Linked DNA regions of Oryctolagus cuniculus: region 1 is linked to region 2. Evidence: chromatin contacts called from public Micro-C data. All regions are on one chromosome and are shown on one strand. The core of a region is the stretch at or near the end of the contact, and the rest is flanking DNA. Distances in the headings are between cores, read along the strand shown. Region 1 overlaps LOC103350930 (a long non-coding RNA gene). Region 2 holds the start of IRF2BP2 (interferon regulatory factor 2 binding protein 2).

The links. Hi-C and Micro-C count contacts between places; a contact is called where the count stands out from the background.
Region 1: a Micro-C map of ear pinna shows a contact between it and region 2, with 4 times the contacts expected there. The contact joins the enhancer-like site here to the promoter of IRF2BP2 in region 2. A contact is called at or near these places in 6 of 6 Hi-C or Micro-C datasets (ear pinna, embryonic fibroblasts, liver and 3 more).

What each region holds. Positions count from the first base shown.
Region 1 is chr13:54,275,555-54,280,941 of mOryCun1.1, reverse strand. All of the region lies in intron 1 of LOC103350930 (a long non-coding RNA gene), which reads left to right. Among named protein-coding and RNA genes, the nearest start is that of TOMM20, 120 kb to the left of the region's middle. Within about 2 kb of position 3,256, at least 4 of the 8 cell types and tissues checked have an H3K27ac peak or open chromatin away from gene starts, as enhancers often do. A contact at or near this core is called in ear pinna, where this site is marked.
Region 2 is chr13:53,906,883-53,912,430 of mOryCun1.1, reverse strand. It overlaps IRF2BP2 (interferon regulatory factor 2 binding protein 2), which reads left to right and starts at 3,912. Exons shown (of 2, transcript XM_008268248.3): 1 at 3,912-5,548. The coding sequence starts at 4,613.

The DNA.
Region 1 (5,387 bases), core at 2,007-4,506, 370 kb before region 2:
AGCTAGAAGCCAGGAACTCAAGCTTGGCCTCCTCTGTGGGCATCAGAGATCCACCTGAGCCATCACCTGCTGCTTCCCAGGGGTGCACATTAGTGGAAAACCGGAGTCAGAAGCAGAGCCCAGACCTAAACCGAAGCACCCCAATATGGGATGTGGTGACCCAAGTTAATTCTTAATGACTGTCCCAAACACCTGTTTCTCCCCTCCTTTGTTTTAATGGCTACATTTTATTTTTATTAAATGTATCATAATTTACATTTAATGTGGCTCAATCACATTGAGATCATTTCAACCTTATTTTATTGTTTTTTTTTGTATTTATTACCACACTGTGATGCATTTTTTCTGATTATTCAGCTGAGAATAAATTCTTAAATATTAAAATCAGGAGTCAAAAGGCACTCATTAATAACTGTGATGATCAAACTCCCTCTGGAAAATGTAGAACACTTTCCATCCACCAATAGTGTGGGAGGCTGCCCATTTTTGCACTCTTTGGCCACATCATCAAATTTTAAAATTTTGGCCAATCTAGTAGGTTAAACCTGATGTTTCATATTTGTGTGTATTTGCATTTCCTTGCCCATTCTACATTTGAATGGCACTGTCTATGGTTAAACAGAGGAAAAAAAATAATAACATTATATGAGGGTTTCATTACTATGTCAGAACTTAAGACTGTCATGAGAACAGATGTGTTATTCAGAAATATCGGGAGCCAGGAGCTCAACACAGAAAAATTTGACAGCTCTTGAGGATGCTGACATCACACTGACGATTAATTGATTTTTGGCTTCACCACTGGCTACTTGGGAACTTAGTGAATGGCATGTAGAAGGCACATGTTTCTAGTGGTAAAGGGGCTTGCATGACATGGGCCACATTTGTCCTACAATTGCAAAGCTACTTGCAGACAGAGATCATGCCTCCCCTCGTGTTCTATGGTGGATCTGGCTGATCTGATCTCTCTTGGTCTTCAATGGGTCCATCCATGTCTGTCCTTCTTGGGATTGGAAGGTGACAGTTTTGTTTCAGACAATGCAACCAAGAGAGCTTTGGAAAAGCCAGGAGCTGCCTAATGTTGCCTGTGGGCTGATGGTGGAGAAGCTGAGCACACAGAGCGGGAACTGCCCAGGCAGCCTCCGCTGTGGCCTAGTGCCACAATGACCAGCCAGGGCGGGGGAGGCTGCAGCAGGAGCTGCTCCTTCCAGGTCTGGCGCTCAGTGGTTTCCTGCCTTGCTAAATGGCCGTTGCTCGGTGGTGATGATTCATGGCATTTGGAAAGTGTGGCTGTGTTCTGAACAGGGAAGTGAAAAATAACACATCCAAGGTCAGTGCAGGACAGGATAGGGGCTGTTACAAGATGTGCAGCTTTACTCTGGAAAACACAGGGGGCGGGGGGCCCCACTGAAGTCGGTCCCGGTGGTTCTCAGCAGGCCAGGGGTCTCTGCTTGCTCTTCTTGGAGCATCAACTTTTCCGAGTGTTGATCACTAATTTGTTCCTGGGAAGCTGCTGCTGGTCTTGGCCGAGCTGCTGCGGGCAGGAGGAAGTGGATGGTGATTCAGTGAGTGTTTGCTTCCTCTCTGACTCAGGACTGGATCCATTTCTCAGAGTGATGCCAGGGGGCACTGTGTGGCTTCAGCTAGAGTCTTTGAACTTGCAGTCAAAATTGAGGCTCTGACCCCTTGTGGCTACTGGCTCTCCATTGACCCTTCTGGGTGAGTAAGGGGGTTAGGCTGGGTCCTATGGCCTCACTCTCAGCTGGGTAAGCCCTTCTGACATGAGTCCCCTCTGTGGTTTCAGCTGAGAGAGCACAGTGGAGTACAGTGGGTACCTCTGGGTCTGTGCCCACCTCCGGAGCTTCCTTGTTTCAGGGTCTCGTAATCGGAAAAGCAGCTAGATTCTGAAGGGGCTCCATCTAGGAAGGTGTTAAACTGATGGAGGAGGTAGTTGAACTAGTTCTTTTGGAGGCCAATTGTCCATTTAACCAATGATATGATGAGGGTGGTGGGGTTGCAACTGGCACATTCCTACAAGAAGAGCCATGATTTATCCTAAAGGACTGAGTTTTCCAAGGATCTGTCACAAGAGTGCTGTCACTTGACACCTGTTCTAAGAAACACCCCAGTTATCCAGATAATTGCCTCTGCCTCGCAGTGGGTAACCCTGAGCATTGACTTGAGAAAGACCTGGAAGCCCTTTGCAAAACTACAAGTGGGACTCTCTGTTCCAGTGCTCTCCATCAGCTTGAGGAGTGGGCTACCTTCTCTCCCACTTTCTTCTTTGCCTCTGTACATAGTGAGGCAAACCAAACTGGCCACGGCTTCTAGAAGGGGGCTTTGTAGGACCCAGGACACCTGCGGTTAGGACCCAACACTACCAGGTGCTTTCTCTTCTTTCATCTCAACTTCCTGCAGATGCTGATTTTAATCTCTTTGAGAAACTTACCCTACATGGCAGGTGATGGACATGATGGCCACTTTTCCTTATCATGCACCTAAAGGCTTCTTCATCAGAGACAGACTACGAGTTCAAAAGATTCTAAGAGACTCCTTGATGGCTTCACCAGGGCCAAGTGACATCACCGGCTCAGTCACTGTGTCTGGGGAGGAGCTGAGCTGATGGCTCAGCTCACATTTGGATTCCAAGATGAGCCAGGGAGGGCGTATTTTCTGTTCTGGCCAGCAAATCCCTGGGTCCACCACACCACATGTGGGAAGCTCTCCCTCAGTCCTAGGATGAAGACGGGGCTCCCGGCCTTGCTTCTGCTTCCCCCAGGCCTGGCTGTGAGGGGCTTGGCCTTGGGGGAGGGACCGCTTCGGTGCTGAGAACTTGATGCTTTATAGCTTGAAAATCTATAGGAAGATGGGGGTTTTCTCAGTGCCATTTTTTGGGGGGGTTACCTGTCTGGGGCAGCAGCTTTGTGGTTTTCTGAGCAGAATGGCTTGGAGGACTTAAGCAGAGAGTGAAGGAAGAACAAAAGAACCATTCTCAGAAGCATGGCAAAAGTGAAACCAAATAAAAACCCCATAAAAATCCCTACTGGGTCAGAGGAAATACCAGCCCCGTGCTTTTGGGCTGCATGTTTGGTGATAAAGGAAAGATTCACAGATAGGCTGCTGTGACTTAATTGTGTTTGGACTGGAGAGAGAATGTGCTAGAAAGCAATAAAGAGGAGTCACCCAAGCAGGGGAGGCCTGTGTGAGTGCGTGGCGTGTCACTGCAATTCAGGAACTGACCGGTGTCTGGGTTCACCAAGAGCTGGGAAGGGATACTGGACAGGAACTGGCTCAAAGTTGTCGCACAGCTGCTGTGATCAGGTGACCATCAGCTGGGCCTGCCCCCTGCTGGCCCTGATTGATGGTCAGAGGAACTCTGACCTCGATTTAGTCACCAAAATCCCCGCCTGGAAATCTCTTTGAAGATTGATTAAGTAAACACTCACAGCACCGATAATAACAATCGAGTGACGCAGTTGAATTATCTGGAGCAAGAGGAAGAAGGCACGGATTACAACGCGGCAGACATGCTGCCTTTCTGTTCCTCTAATTGGGGTGCAGGTTTGGGCACAGTGAGTGTACGGGGCGCAGTTGAGGATGTGGAAACTTTTACTCTCCTGTCACGGGCTGGACTATCCTGGGACAGAACATTGCCTGTCACTCGTGGCAGCTGGTGTGGTCTGGTGGGCTGCCCCTCAGCAGAGCTAACCGGAGACCCTGCATTTCAGTTCTGTTCTGTGGTCTGCTGTGGGCCAGCTCTCACTGGGGACAACAAGAGGGCATCTGGAAAGGCCTGGATTCGTCTGGGAGAGCCTCACCTCGTGGTTCTGCTCTGGGCAACAGCTGGCAGGCTTCTCTGGGCGTGGGGTGGTGGCCCCTGTGTGACTCCATTGCAGGTGGAGGTGGCAGTGGGCTGCCAGCTCTGGGCTCAGTGACGCTCCTGGACTTGCTGGTGGTCGAGCTTGCTGAGCCCTCCGGGCTGTGGGAGCAGTGTTGATGTTGGTTCACTGAAGTCATTCATGATGGATGCAGCCAGCCACGCCTTTCACTCACTTGCTGGGATGTAATTTTGTCATTCAGTCACATAGAGCTGAGATGATGTCTTCTGATCTTTTGTTTCTGCTGCCTGGCCCAGTGCGAAGCCCGCGGCGGGGGATCTATACACACGGGTTGACTTCTCTTCCTGCTTCACCTTTGGTTTGGTTGAAGTCCCGACTCCCAGAACCTCAGAATGTGAACTTATTTGGACATAGTGTCTTTAAAGAGGTGATTAAAGGTCTTTAAAAACCCTTTGGAGGTCCTAAGGGTGAGCCTGAATCCATTTTCCTTGGTGTCCTTATAAGAGCAGAGGAAGACCTCGTAAAGACATGGAGAAGCTGGTCATTTGCAAGCCCAGGAGCAAGGCCTCAGGAGGAACCAAGCCTGCTGACACCTTGATCTTGGACTTCGAACCTTCAGAATGTGAAGAAATACAGTCTGCTGTCCGTTGTTATGGCAGCCCAGGCAAACTAGTGCAGTCTTCCAGCACGTAATGCTGTGCACTTACTATACAAGACTTAGAGACCAAAGTGGAGAAGTACAGGGGAAAGAGGAACAGGAATGGGTCCATCCTTTCTTCTTGATTTTCTCCTCCCAAACCCCTCCCTATGCAGCCTCTCCTTACCTCTACCCTCAGCAGAAAGAGGAACTTAGGGGGGAAATGAAACAGAGGGCTCCCAGCAGATGCCACCCTGCAGCAGCTCTGGAATATAGTGGAAACCCTTTAACATAGAACCAGGGGAACTGTGTTCTTCTGGCTGCCCCCTTCTGCAACAAGTTCTTTTTTAGTGCATGTGTGTGCATGCACGTGGCCAGAACACACCCATGGCCTGACTGAGCAGCTGAGTGTGCGTGTCTCGGGCTGATTGGGAAGAGGGTCCCAGCTGTTGTAGACACGCTGTGACTGTGCAGCTGACAGGGTGTGCACCAGGGTGTTTCCCAGCCCCTGCTTTATGGTACACTGTGGCTGGTGAGGGCCACAATAAAAGAGTTCTCTAGACCATGATTACATCCCTTGTTGCCCTTTGTGACTACAGATGATTCCAGTGTTCTGTTTCCACACAACTGCCACGGGAGGATTGGCCTTTGACTTATGGCCCTGGCTGATGGCTGTGTGCTTTGACCACTTTGTCTGCGGGTCTCATAAGTTTGTTGCATCATGGGATCATCTTAAGATCTCTGAGCCTTCAAGCATGTTGGGCCTGTTAAAAATCTAGGCCCATCTGAAAAGCATCACAGTATGGAAGCCTTGCTATTTCTCATTCTTCTGTGGCATCTACCATTTTGGATCAATGACATTTTCCACCACACAGCTCAATAATAAACTTCTCTCTCTTTTTTTTAAAGAT
Region 2 (5,548 bases), core at 2,663-5,162:
GCACTCATATCAATTATAGCAGGTTCATTTATGTCGGGCTCCTCCATGTATACCTAGATTTAATCACCTAAACAAATGTGTTCAAACATACACACAAGTATTTATAATTTTTTTAAGTGGGAAAGCCCTGAATAGTACATGTGCTCTCCTAGTCTTATGGCACTTGTACCCGGGCACAAGAGCCTGATGTGATGTTCACAGAAATCCGAATGACATGTGGCTGCATTTTTTTTCTTCTTTCAAATATGCTAGGGTCATAGTTTAAGAAGCTTTCCTATGGTTGCAACATCAAGTTATTTAAAGAAGCTGCACTCTCAAGAATGAAGGCTATGATTCAACATCTGGATAGAGGGTGAAACCCGTGAACCCAGCGGTCCCTGGGAACACCACCTCCTGGGCAGCAGCCACAAGCTGCTGGGGGCTTGGGACTGCACCCCCTTCTGCTCCTGTGTCTTAGGGGCAGAGTTCCATCAGGGCTCTCTGGTGGCAACCCTTTCTTTTTACTGCCCTATGGACTGTCAGTACAGGGCTGCAGTGTGCTAACCAGAGCAGCTGGACCAGAGTAAGCCCTGGGGACCCTATTCCCATTTTTAGATGTTAAATGCTCACCTGGTAGAAGCCTGTGTAAATCTCACTGCAGGGAGGTGAGATCTGTTCTACCCCCTGAGCTATCGCTCCCTTTGGTTTGCCTTCTGGGCACTTACTCTCCATACTCCTGCTTTTTTCATGGTGTCCTACTGAAATGCTTTCCTTTTACTCCTAAACTAGGATCTTTATTTAAAAAAAAAAAAAAAAAAAACTACAAAATTGGAGCTAGAAAGGACGACTGCTTTCTCTAGTCTCAGCAGGAGTCCTCCCCCCCACAGAATAGTTCCTTCAGTTCTTAAGACAAATTGCAACATTTCAGTGCTCTGGTTCAAAGCCAACCTCAACCCACTGCTTCACTGACACTTGGCGCAGGATCTGCCTGCCTGTCCACGTATCAGTGTGTAAGAGCTGGCTGCAGACAACCTGGTAACCTTGACTCTGAGTGGCGAAGATGATCGTAATTCTCTTTGGAGAGGACCTGGAGCCTTAAGCAAGAGGGCAGAGTCTACGTGACTAAAACATACCAACTTCCTCTTTCATAAGTCATCACATGATGAACTACAATTACAATTCCTGCCTTGTCTCTGCGAATTGCAGACGCATTGCCTCACCCTAGAAACCCTGCTCCTGTGTGTGGAGGAGGCGGCTGTAACTGCTGCAGCAGCCGCTTTGGATGGGATCCAACTCTAGTCTTCGCCGGGAGGGAGGGAGGGAGGGAGGGCGGTGGGTAGAAGACAAAAACAAAGCTATGTTTACTTAGCATACATCCATAAAGCTGCTTCAGAGCTACAGGAAAGGCCAGGCAGCATGAAAGACTTTTGATACAATATAAGGAATTGCTGCCCCGGATCCAGGTCCAGCCTTAACCCCCTTGATCCCGGATCCTTCAAGGGCAGGCTCAAGCCCAGAAATAAAACCGCCCTTCCACTTTCCAACAGGCGTTGCAGGAGGGAAGTTACCACAACCCAGTTTCAACAGTAAGCTGGCGGGGTGCATTCAAAAGGAAATTCTCTTCCTTTGGAGAGCAGGAGCTCTGTCCTACAAAGGTCCTGACTTCGGAGCTCTCCGGGGATTCTATTCTGGGGTGGAGTGGCAGGCGCTCTCTGGAGGGCATTACAATGAGCAGGGAGCGCTGGCAGGTAAATGAGTATAATTAAGCCACCGTCCTAATGGCAAGTTGTTTCCATTGAATGCATGGGGTTCTCCAAACGCTCACGGAAAACGTGTATTATGACATCTACGCACGAACTTCAAGTTCTTTCACACTCAAACTTATCTTGTAACCCCGTTTTCCCATTGACTTTTTGCGGCTGCCCACTACGTTCCCAGCGGTGCTTCCCGAACCATCTTTTGAGGGCCCTGAGGAGGCTCAGGCCTGCAGCACAAACACCAGGCTTCATCCCCGGTGGGTGGCACAGGGTCGCTAAGCAGCGTGACCAGCAGGAGGTGCTCCATTGCAGCGGCCTCAGCTGCTCCTGGGAGGGATCCCGGCAGGCCCGTCCTCCCCAGCAGGATGGCAAGTGCCAGGTAAGACCTGGAAAGGGACGGGGAGACCCTCGGAGCAGACACGCCTCTGGAAATCCCCGAGGGAAGACAGTCAGGGTTAGCCTCTCCAAACATCTAGACGTGGCAGCATGTTTTCTGCGCCATTTTCAAACAACTTTCCTGTGTTCTAAGCAGCTCCCTCCGTTGTCTATGAGTGCTTTTCCCTCTTCCTTTAATTCTTTGAAAGAACCTGGCATTTTCAACAGCAACAACTAAGGAAACGTCAGCAGGATTTTTTCCCTCCCTCTCCACCTACCAATCCAGTTGTAAGGATGATAATATAATTAGTACCCTGTTCTTCCCACACTTGACCAGCTCACTCCAGTCTCAGGGAGAGATGCGGGCCTGTGCTGCTGCTAGCCAAAGCAGCTCCAGAGACCGCTCTGACAAAGCAGCAACGTCAAAGTCCCAGCCGACAGCGCCCAAGCCCGCGCCTCAGCAGGACCAACGACCAACCCAGAGATTTACCACAACACACACCAGCTCCTCCTCCCGATAAAAGTGGGAACCTCACGCGCTCATTCAATAGGGGCAGTCTGGCTGCCCACGGCGTAAGACAGGCGCGGGCCCGACCGGCAGGGCTTTGGGGCCGCACCCCGTCTTCCCGCCAGGCAGGTCTGCACCCACCACGGTTAGGGCCGGACTGGGTGGCGCAGAGGGCGCAGGGCCGCCCCCTCCCGAGGCCCGCCCTGCGCCACGGCCGCGACCGAGCCAGCCAGCCGGTCGCCCCCAGCGCCCGCGGGGACCCATCGAGGCGAGCAGGCCGCGCGCCCCGACCGCGCCAGCGCCACCCGCCACCTCGAGTCCAAGTTCGGGCCCGGGGGGGCGGGGCCGGAGGCCCCGAGGGCCTGCCGGGGGCGGAGCCTGCGCCGTGACGTGACGCGCCGCGCCTCGCTGGCCGTAGACCCCGGATCCCTGGAATGTGCATTCGTTCAATGAGGCCCCCGTGCCAGCGGCGGCGAGGCACGTTCGCGCGGAGCGTGCGCACTGGCGGCGGCGGGGGCCTGCGGCCCGCAGCCCTGCGCCCACGTCACGCGCTCGCCGCGCGGACCTACATAAGGCGGCCGGGGCGGCGGGCGCGGCCAGGGCTCCGCTCAGAGGGCGGGCCGACGGGAGGTCTTGGTGTTCTCGAGCTCCCGGTCTGGACCGCGCTCCCTTTCCTTACGGAGGGCTCCGTGGAAAGCGCGCGAGCCAGCTGGCGGCATGACGACACCGTGCTGTGCTTGGGAACAGCAGACTCTCCTGAGTTTGTGAAACCTGAAGGGCCTGGCGGCGCGCGTGTCCGTCCTAGGGCAAATGCAAGTGCAAAGCATTCCTGAGCGATTCTGTGCTCACGTGTCCAACATTTGGCTTTCAACTCCTCAAAAACCCAAAACTGTGAAGCACGCCAGACCTAAACTCTCCATCAAGCGTCTGACAGAAACCAAGTTACAAAGTGGCCTTGCCTTTATTATTATTATTATTTATTAGTTTTAGCTCGACTCGACAGAAAGGACAAGCACAGGGAAACCAAATCCCGACTGAGGAGTCTGTAGAGCCGAGGAAACAGGGCAAACATCCCCATGGAGCAGCGTGCTCACGTCAGGGACGCCGGCCGCTCACTGGAGGCGGCGCGGACCCGCGGAGCCGGCTCTCCCGGCCGCGTCCCTGCGCGCGGGGCGGGGGGGGGGGGGCGGCGAGGGAAAGCGCGTGCGCGTGCGCGCGGGAGGGCGGGCGCGCGCGCCAGGGGAGGGGGCCCGCGCAGGCGCCGTGCGAGGCTGTCGAAGAATCAAGTCTGTAGAAGTGGAGCGGCCGCGGCGAGCAGCAGCAGCGACAACCTAGGCGGCGGAGCTGAGGCGGGCTAGGCGCTGACGCGGGCGCTGGAGAGCAGCGACGCCAGGAGCTGTGAGAGAGCGGCAGAGCGACCCGGGGCCCGCGCCGCGCCCGAGCTTCACGCCGCTCGGCCACCGCCGCCGCCTCGGCGCGGCATGCCCCGCCGCTCGGGCTGAGCCTGCTCCGGCGGCCGCCCCCCGGCCCCGGCCCCCGCCCCCCCCGCGTCCTCCCCGCCCCCCGCCCCGCACTCCGTGCCGGCCACCGCCGCCGCCGCGACCTGCTGCGCTTCCCCGCGTCCGCGCGGCCCGTCTTCGCCCCGGTCTGGAGGCCCGCCGCGGCCCCGGCCGAGCCCCCGCCGCGCCGCCCCGCCGCGCCGCCCGCCCGCGCCCGCCACCGCGCCGGCCGGGGGGACCTGCTGCCGCGGCTGCAGCCCCTCGCGCCGCGCCCGCCGCCCCTCGTGCACCGGGGGCGCTGCGCGGGCGCCGAGCCTTCGCGGGCTTTGCCGCCGCCGCCGCCGCCTCTGCGGCCGCCGCCGCCACTGGTGGGGGAGACGCGGGGTTGGGGGGGGAGGAGGGCTCGCGCGGTGCCGGCGGGGGGCGGCGGGGCCCCCTCCTCCTCCTCCACCTCCACCTCCTCCTCCTCCCCCGGCGCCGCGGGCTCCTCGGACATGGCCGCGGCGGTGGCGGTGGCGGCCGCGTCCCGGCGGCAGTCGTGCTACCTGTGTGACCTGCCCCGCATGCCCTGGGCCATGATCTGGGACTTCACCGAGCCCGTGTGCCGCGGCTGCGTCAACTACGAGGGCGCCGACCGCGTCGAGTTCGTCATCGAGACGGCGCGGCAGCTCAAGCGGGCGCACGGCTGCTTCCCGGAGGGCCGCTCCCCGCCCGGCGCCGCGGCCCCGGCCGCCGCCAAGCCGCCGCCGCTCTCGGCCAAGGACATCCTCCTGCAGCAGCAGCAGCAGCAGCAGCTCGGCCACGGCGGCCCCGAGGCGGCCCCTCGCGCAGCGCAGGCCCTGGAGCGCTACCCTCTGGCGGCCGCGGCGGAGCGACCTCCGCGCCTCGGCTCCGACTTCGGCGGCAGCCGCCCGGCTGCGGGCCTGGCCCAGCCTCCGACGCCGCAGCCGCCGCCTGTGAACGGCATCCTGGTGCCCAACGGCTTCTCCAAGCTGGAGGAGCCGCCCGAGCTGAACCGCCAGAGCCCGAACGCGCGACGCGGCCACACCGTGCCGCCCACCCTGGTGCCGCTTATGAACGGCTCCGCCACGCCGCTGCCCGCCGCGCTCGGCCTCAGCGGCCGCGCCGCCGCCTCCCTGGCCGCCGTGTCTGGAGCCGCGGCCGCCGCTGGCCTGGGCTCAGCGCAGCCCGCGGAGCTGGGCGCCCACAAGAGGCCGGCCTCTGTGTCGAGCAGCGCAGCCGTGGACCACGAGCAGCGGGAGGCGGCAGCCAAGGAGAAGCAGCAGCCGCCGCCGCCACCGCCCGCGCACCGGGGCCCGGCCGACAGCTTGTCCACCGCGCCCGGGGCCGCCGAGCTGGGCGCCGAGGGCGCAGGCAAGGGCCGCGGGCCCGGAGAGCAGGACTGGGTCAACAGGCCCAAAACCGTGCGC